Linked DNA regions of Sus scrofa: regions 1 and 3 are each linked to region 2. The links are chromatin contacts, called in public HiChIP or PLAC-seq and promoter capture Hi-C maps. All regions are on one chromosome and are shown on one strand. Each heading gives the region's core, a stretch centred on a gene start, on an enhancer-like site or on the middle of the called end of the contact. The rest is flanking DNA. Distances are from core to core; before and after follow the strand shown. Region 1 holds the start of RAB31 (ras-related protein Rab-31). Region 2 holds the start of ANKRD12 (ankyrin repeat domain-containing protein 12). Region 3 holds the start of RAB12 (ras-related protein Rab-12).

The links. Promoter capture Hi-C pulls out the DNA fragments that hold promoters and counts their contacts. HiChIP or PLAC-seq counts read pairs in DNA pulled down with a chosen protein or histone mark.
Region 1: an H3K27ac HiChIP or PLAC-seq map of alveolar macrophages shows a contact between it and region 2. The contact joins the promoter of RAB31 here to the promoter of ANKRD12 in region 2. A contact is called at or near these places in 1 of 47 Hi-C or Micro-C datasets (embryonic fibroblasts) and 2 of 2 datasets of contacts at active chromatin or transcription factors (alveolar macrophages and skeletal muscle).
Region 3: a contact with region 2 is called in a promoter capture Hi-C map of liver, with 3 times the contacts expected there. The contact joins the promoter of RAB12 here to the promoter of ANKRD12 in region 2. A contact is called at or near these places in 1 of 5 promoter capture datasets (liver), 1 of 47 Hi-C or Micro-C datasets (skeletal muscle) and 2 of 2 datasets of contacts at active chromatin or transcription factors (alveolar macrophages and skeletal muscle).

What each region holds. Positions count from the first base shown.
Region 1 is chr6:98,384,522-98,387,221 of Sscrofa11.1, reverse strand. It overlaps RAB31 (ras-related protein Rab-31), which reads left to right and starts at 1,365. Exons shown (of 7, transcript XM_021096057.1): 1 at 1,365-1,565. The coding sequence starts at 1,527.
Region 2 is chr6:98,813,434-98,816,133 of Sscrofa11.1, reverse strand. ANKRD12 (ankyrin repeat domain-containing protein 12) reads left to right here and starts at 1,407. Exons shown (of 12, transcript XM_021096065.1): 1 at 1,407-1,739.
Region 3 is chr6:99,243,225-99,245,924 of Sscrofa11.1, reverse strand. It overlaps RAB12 (ras-related protein Rab-12), which reads left to right and starts at 1,298. Exons shown (of 6, transcript XM_021096067.1): 1 at 1,298-1,548. The coding sequence starts at 1,323.

The DNA of each region.
Region 1 (2,700 bases), core at 116-2,615, 430 kb after region 2:
GCAGCTGTGTGGGTGTAACCCTGCTTAGCAGACCTGGGGACAGTGAGGTCCTGTGACCAGGCTGGGAGATTCTGGAGAGGCCTCTTTTCCTCCTTCCCACACAGAAGACCAGCCTTGCTGTTGATACTAAATAAAAGACAGGTACCAATACAAGCATCTCCATGTTGCACAGGACCTGCATGCATGTCCGTCCAGCTACGTTTTGAACAATTTAGTCCAAATTTGTGTAATCCTCCGCAGCCCGCTCAAGCCAGGAGAAGCCCCCACTGCCCTGGGAGATTAATGGCCATTTTCCAGGTTTTTTTGTTTGTTTGTTTGTTTGTTTTTTGAGGAGGAGGGGGGCCCGGCATTTTGACCCCAGCCTTTTAGGAGGTACCCATTGTGTGGGGCTACCTGGGTGCCGGGGAGCTTCAGCATGGCTTCAGGAGGAATAAAGCCAGAAAAACCAAGGTGGGTAGTCTGCTGGGGGGACAGAAATGTCTTTGATCAAAATTGGCACGTTAGGACAGAGCCCTGAGAGTTCAGTCAGGGGATGAAGTTTAAAGAACAACGTTCTTTCCAAACTGAAATGCCAGGCATAACTCAGGTACATATGTCCAAAAAGCTGACGTTTCCATGGCAGCAACACAAGAGGTGGCCTGGGTGGATGAGGTGCCTGCCCCACTGTGGAGAAGAGAGGGCAGTTCCCAGAGGCCTCTTGACAGTCTCAAGCCTGAGCCTCTTTGTTTCCCAGTCAAGGAAGGATGCAGAACGCTGGCCGCCAGCTACCTATTTCTAGCTGGTATTCTGAGGGCCAGGCGTCTGTCCAGACAAGTTGTAGCATTTTCTGCCCTGGGCAAGGCAGCTTCCTCACTAGAATGTTTCCCTTTTCAGATGCCGACACGCCTGTTTTGGAGGGAGACACAAGGCCATCGCTTCTAGACCCATTTTCCATTACATATAGGAGACCGAGCTCTGGGCTGAGAGTGACGAGCTGTATGGGGGTGAACTGAAGCCTGCCCACCCTCATAGTATTAGGGGATGGGCTGCAGGGTCAGACCCTCAGATCCTCCTTCCCATCCTCACAACTTCTGTCAAGTGCCATCTAATGACGGGGGTGCACACAGCCTTCCAAGTGCTCCCTGTAGATGACCACGGCGCACAGCATCTCCGGTGACGCCGCCAGTCGTGGGGGCCAGTCCCCAGGGGAACTGACGGGTCCTCCTTCGGCCCCATAGGCTCTGCAGAGCGGGCTCCGAGGCCGGGCTGGTTGAGGGGAGGAGGCCCCGTCCCGGAGGCGGCCCTAGGGGCTGACGCCGTCGGGGGCGTTCCTGGGAGCCAGCCGGCGAGGTTAGCCTCGCAGCCCCGGGAGGAGCCGGCGGCGGCCACGTGACCCACCGCGGCGCGCCCGGCAGCCCAGAAATAGCAGCGGCGGATCCGCCCGCGGGCTGCGCAGGGGGGAAGGCGGGGACCGGAGGACGCCGGCTGGCGGGGCGCGGCGCGGCCCCGGACGATGCTGAGCTCCTGCCCGGCCCGGCCCAGAGCTCATGATGGCCATCCGGGAGCTCAAAGTGTGTCTCCTCGGGGTGAGTCCTACGCCGCCGCCGCTGGGGACCCTGGTCCGTGCGTCCCCCTCCTCCCCGCGCCCCGTCGTCTCCGCGCCCTGCTGGTCCCTGCTCCCCCTTGTCTCCTGCTCCCCCTTTGTCCCCACCTTCCCCTGCGCTCCCTGGTCCGTGCGCCCCCAGTGTCGCAGGCACCCCCTGGTCCGCGCGCCCCTCTTTCCCGGGGCCCGCTCCCAGTCCCGGCTCTGCTGGATTAGGGTCCGAGCCTACTCGGGAGCTTTCTCTATTCGGTCCACCGCCGCTGGCCCGCGCTCCGGGGGCCGCTCGGGCCTCGCCAATCTCGGGCTGGGCCGGGAGCCCGGGACCCCTCCGCCGGACTGGAGCCGCGGCCCCCGCCTCCGGGAGCTTTCTCCTTCGCCTTTAATAATTTCCTTCCTGCGGAAACTTTAAGTTAGCTAAGGTGCCGAGTCCTTTTGCGTCCCGTGGGCAATTGGTTTATTTACTTTTTTTTTTTTTTTTTTTTTTTTTTGAAAGCTCAGCTCAGGGTGAGAAAACGCGAGGGGATGACCCGGTGGCGGGAAGGTGAAGAGAGAACGTACCATAGAAAACGCGCGCCTAGAAAACTTTCGAGCTAAGGGTAAAGGCAGGATGAGAAAGTCCTCCTCTGACCCCACGTCCCTCCCAAAGTGGGTCACTCTGAGCCTGAAGAAACGTGGAGGAAGCCAGAAACAAAGACAGAAACAAACACCCAAGGGATGAGGAGCTGTCAGATGGCACAGGGCAGCCCCTTGGGGGATTCAGATGGTGTTGAGGGGCACTTCCTTTTGGGTGCCCACATCAAATTACAGGATTACTTCTTTGGAAGGAGCTGGTTTTAAGCCCTGTTTTCAGCAGTTTTTGGCATTGATGCCTAGTGTTCAGCCCTTGGCAAATCTGGTCTCTCAAGTAAACCATTTCCAAAAAAAGCAGCAAAGGTTGGACCCGTTCTGTTTTTCTCAAAGCGGTGCTCACTGGTCTGTCAAGGAAGACGTCCAGAAGCAGATAAAGAAGAAATGGTTCTAGGTTAGGATGGAATTGTCCCAGGCCCTGGGGCTGTCTGGATACCCTCTAGGCTCTTCTGGAACCTGGGGCAGGACACTGCTCTTGGCTGTCTCCCCTC
Region 2 (2,700 bases), core at 158-2,657:
AATAAGGTTGTGTGTATACTTGCCTTAAATTATGGTTAATTTCAGCAAATTCAAGATTAGCTACCTTTCAGTTTTGAACTGAAACTCGTTTACCTCTGTAGAAATAGCGAATGTTACAGCCACCTACTTCCTATGACAAGGAATCAACGATTTGAAGAGAAGTCAGAAAAGAGTTGGTTACTTGTATGTTTCTTTCCTTTGTATTTCAAGCCATAAATATCCAAATTAAATGTAACAGTGTTCCACTTCTAGCCACAAGGTGCTCTCTTACTAGTCATACTGAACCTGAATGTGGGAGAAATGAGGAACCTAGGAAAGGAAAAAATAATGATCTTTAATGCAAGTTTGTGCTTTATATAGTTATATGTTTGGATTCAGCTTCCTCCTGTCAAGTATGAAATACATCATATGCTGACTTAATGACATAAATTTGTAAATGCACTCATTAAGTCACAAAGGCAGCTGTAGTTTTAAAGGCCACAACCATAGGGAGAAGATGGTTTCCCTCCAATTACACAACCCTTTTGGTCGTTAAAGGCATGCGCAAATTCTCGCGGATTAACCTCGATGTAAATAAAAAACGTCCTGAAGAAACTCAGACTGAAATGGTTTCCCTCCGATTATGTAATCCCTTTGGTGGTTAAATAAGGGCATGTACAAATTGTCGCGGGTTGACCTCCCGAGGAAGTCAGGGTGCCGAGGCGGCGAGTTCTCCCCACGCGCTCTTCTACAGCCGGGCAGTTCCCGTGGGTGGCCTCTCGGAAAGGATAAATGCACTTAAACTCGTCTGATAAGGTCATCCGAAAGTGTCGATGGGGAGGGGCGTACTGCAAAGCCTATGCCATCCCCACAGGAGATGCACGCTGCCGCGCTTGCAGGACGCGCGCCCAGGGCCCCGCTTGGAGCAGGTGAGGGGTGCGGCTGGGGCCCGAGGGGTCCCTGCTCCCACAGGTGCGGCCGGCTGGCGCGCAGGCGCACTACGCCCGCCTGGCCGGACACCCGCCTCCGCCTCCAGCCGGCCCGCTGCTCGCTAACTCGGCTTCCCGCCCCGCAAAAATAACGTGTGAATACCCTCTGTGGACAGAGCCTCTTCTTCCTCGCCGCTGCCTCCGCCGCCATTTCCAGAAGTGGCCAGTCACAGCCACGGCCATGATCGCCGCTGGGCGCGACCTCCGCCCGCGCCGCTCCCCGCAGGGGTCCCTCCCTTCTGGGGCAGAAGACAGCGGCGCGCGGGGTTCCGGCCCGCACCCCCGCGTCCATTTGGTACGCCCCGCTCCCCGCCCCCGGCTCGGGAAGCTTCTCGCGGCGCCGCCACAGCGGCGGGCCCGGGGAGGGGGGTGGCGAGCGGAAGGGGCGGTGGGCGGGGGCGGGGCGGTCACGCCGCCCATCCCGTGCCCGCCGTGTCACGTGCCCGTGCCGCGGCCAATCGCCGGGCGGCGCTGTGCGGGGAGCGAGCAGGCTGTGGTGAGGGACGGCGGAGACCGGAGATGTTTTCGAGCCCGGCCTCGGCGGCGTTCGTGGCGGTTACGGCGACAGCGAAGACCACGACAGAGACGGCCGCGCCGAGGCCCTCGTACAGGGGGTAAACCCTCCTGCGCCGGCCGTGCCTTGGGTCCGTGAGGGCGAGGGGGGCGTGGCGACAGGCGAGGAGGAAGGAGGGGCGCGGTTTCGAGCCCCGGCCCCGGCGCCCGGGAGGAGCCCCCCAGTCGCGCCCGCTCCCGTCCCCTCGGCAGAGCGAGGTAGGTACGTGCCCGCCGCCCCGCCCACGCTAGCGGGACGGGGGCCGTAGTCGCTGCAGGCGGGAGCTGCTCGGGCGGGGGGGCGGGGGCCCGGGCGGACGGACGCCGCGCCGCTCCCGGAACATGGCGGGGCCGCGGAGCGTGTGCGTGCGAGGGTGCGCGGCGGGAGGGGGCGGGGCTGGGCGGGGCGGGGGGCGCGCCGGCCGGGGCCCTGCCGCCGGGTGCGCGGCGGGGTCGTGTCCGGGCGCGGCTTGGCGGGCGCGCGGGGCCGGGGCTTCTGGAGCTCGGCTGGGCTAACTCGGTGCGACGCCTGCTCCAGGATCCCCAAGCGTTGAGTAAACGCTGGTACAAAGAGGCCGCCGAAGCCTGGCTGACAGCTGTTTTAATAATAACAGGGAGGGACAGTTTAGCACGGGAAGTTGACACTCGCACCGGTCGAAACCGTAGGAAACCTTTCTAGCAGCGTACCCATCAAGATCGGTTTCCACTAGACTCCCGCGCCTACCTTGCCAACGCGGGGAAATGGGTTGGGGTCCAGGCATCTGGAACGCCTTGGAACCGCCTCTAATCTTCAAGTAGAAGTGGACCAGTGTTATTTTAAGACGGTTTATGTAAATTATAAAAGAAGGCGAACTGGTAAAATAACTACTTTAACATAAATTGACTGCTGATTAAAAACATATGCTTCTTTAGGCCCTTAAAAATCTTGAGCTCTGATCTGTTTCAGTTTCTTCAGTCGTTATACAAAGGGTTTCCTGGAGATTAGCTCAGAACTGGCAGAACATACGCTACATTGATGCCAAGTGGCTTAAAAAACAAAATGAGATAGTGTCGACTGTGTAAGATCAAGTCGTTGTATTAACTAGTCTTGTTGGGAAAAGTCTTTAATTTGGGCTAAACGCAAATACATGTAAAAATGTTCCGTAGGCAAGAGGGGACGGTTTTACTACTTAAAGATCAT
Region 3 (2,700 bases), core at 49-2,548, 430 kb before region 2:
ATCTTTTAAACAGCCTAAGAGCCACTGAAAAGACTGCTGCTACTGTGATTGCTTTTGGAGAGCTAAGAATTCTCTTACAAATGTAAACTTCCAGTTTACTTTGTGGGCAATGCTAGAGAGTTTTATAAATCAGGTTTGTAGAGTAATATCCACCCGACTAGGCAGTACTGAACCCAGTTCTAAATAAAGCTGAAATTTGGTGGGTTGTGTGATCATTCTGGGCGTAGGTGCCAGCTCCTATCATATTTAGAACCCTGTGTTCTGAGGTGCTCAAGTTCACGCTGAGGAATTTGCTAAACAAATCCCTGGCAAGGAATCAGAGCACTGATTTCTCTGTATCCTTAAAACCTTTCCAATAGAAACGACAAAACATACTACCCAAGTCCATATTTCCTAAACTTTCAGAGCATCAATCTTGGAGTTTCTTCCTACTGTTTGAATCTGAACTCACTTGCTCCCCGAAAGGTGCAGGCTATTTATTTATTTTAAAAGTTAAAAGGAATAAAAACGTCTGCACTTTGAATTAGGACGCAATCAGAGCTAAGAATAACTGTTTTGTGTGTTTCTTATGGAAAAGGCAGGACGTGATCAGGCTCCCTCCCAAGCGGGGTAGGTGGGGTCTGGGCGAGTCTGCATGGGGCCCCTGGGGGCAGGTGTCTAGGCTGAGGCCGGCCGGGAATTTCAGCATTTGGCGACAGTGCCAGTTTGCCACAGTGATTTGGGACAGTATTTTAGAAGGTTTGGGGGGAGACGGCTCAGACACTTGCCTGGTATTTGGGGACTGTACTCAATGACAGCAGGGTCAGGAGGGAAAAAAAGAAAGCGGGAATGGGGATGGAGGAGAAGGGGAAGATACAGGCCTCAGAAAGAAAGGAGAGTGAAGAGAAGGCAGTGGAGTCAGAGCAGAGGGTGCCAGAACGCAGTGAGTGGGGAGGGGCGGGCAGGCGACGCGAGGGGCGGGCGGTCCTCCGGTCGGCAGGGGGCGCGCGCGACCTCCCCGCGTCCCGCCCCGCCCCCCGCCCGTCGCGCCTGCGCCGTCGCGCCGCCTCGCCCGGGATGCTGCTGCCGCTGTTGCGGAGTAGCTGCTTCCCTTCCTCCTCCCCCGGCGGTAGCGGCGGCGGCGGCAGCGGCGCGGAGCGGACGCGGGCGCCGGGGGCCGGCCGGCGGCACAGCTGCAGCGCGGAGACTGCGGGCCGCCGGGGCCGCTCGAGCGCGCGCTCGCCCAGCCCGGGGCCGATCCGGGGCGCGCGGCGGAGGCCGAAGGGGCGCGGGGGCCCGGGGCGCGCGGCTGGCGGCGGGCCGCGCGGGGGCCGCATGCGTGCATGGATCCGGGCGCCGCGCTGCAGAGGCGGCCCGCGGGCGGCGGCGGCCTGGGCACGGGCTCCCCCGCGCTGTCGGGCGGCCAGGCCCGCCGGCGGAAGCAGCCCCCTCGGCCGGCCGACTTCAAGCTGCAGGTCATCATCATCGGCTCCCGCGGCGTGGGCAAGACCAGCCTGATGGAGCGCTTCACGGACGACACCTTCTGCGAGGCCTGCAAGTCCACCGTGGGTAAGGCTGCCGCCGGCCGGGCCGTGCGTGCGGAGACTGTCGGGGGGAGCCCCTCTGCCCCTGCCCGAGGCCTGGTGGAAACCCCTGGGCCCCCTCGCGGACTTATCCTGGGCATCCGCGCTACGCCGTCACAAGGCTGGGCGATGCGCGGGGCAGGTCCAGCCCGGAGACAGTGTGAGCATCTCTCCGCAGAAACCCGGCCCCACCTCCTCACGGGAAAGAGGTGGTGCCAAGTGGGGGGCGGGCAGTGTGGTGAACTCAGGCTGTGCGCCGGCTAGATGGCCAGAGTGGGTCATCTGTGGGCAGTTTGGATGTCTTCGCTTTGCCTTACAAGGGGGAGTGTTTTCCGTTTATTTTCTAATTTTGAACTCACTTTTAGGTTGCGCTGAAATAATGAAGTTTTAAATTCCCCGTGGAGGATCTCTGGGGAATATTCAGACTAACACCACATCAAGTTTCTTCTTTTATCTGTAAATGCGGGGCAAAGGGACTTCACCTGTGTTTGTCCGTGACCTCAAATAGCCCAGGGGCTCCCATAGTAAGGAGGCGGCCTCGGGCACCACCAGGTGGGTGAAGTACAGGGGTAACTACAGGACGGGCCGGTCAGGAAGTATAACGTCCTCAGGATGTAAAATTGAAACTGCAGGGAAGTTTTCTGATGAAGTCAGGCGCACACGCCTTGGCTTGAGGCCAGTCAAGTCAGTGGGTAACAGTGGTTTCTATGGAAAACCCCTTAGAAGGGATCAGAGGCAGGGGGATCCCAAAGATAAGATAGTTCTTCAAAATGAAGTGCAGTCATCTCCAGTAACAGGCAGGTGTGTTTAGTCATGGGCAGGACGTCCCGTCCCAGGGGAGGTCTAAGAAACAGTGACTAAATAGTATGTAAATATGAAATTCAGAATTTAAAAATCTCTTTCCAGGGAATTCCCGTCGTGGCTCAGGGGTAATAAACCCCACTGGTATCCATGAGGATACTATCCTTGAGGTTTGATCCCTGGCCTTGCTCAGTGGGTTAAGGATCTGGTGTTGCGATGAGCTGCAGTGTAGGTTGCAGACACGGCCTGGATCTAGTGTTGCTGTGGCTGTGGTGTAGGCCAGTGGCTGCAGCTCTGATTGGACCCCTGGCCTGGGAAATTCCATGTGTGGTAGGTG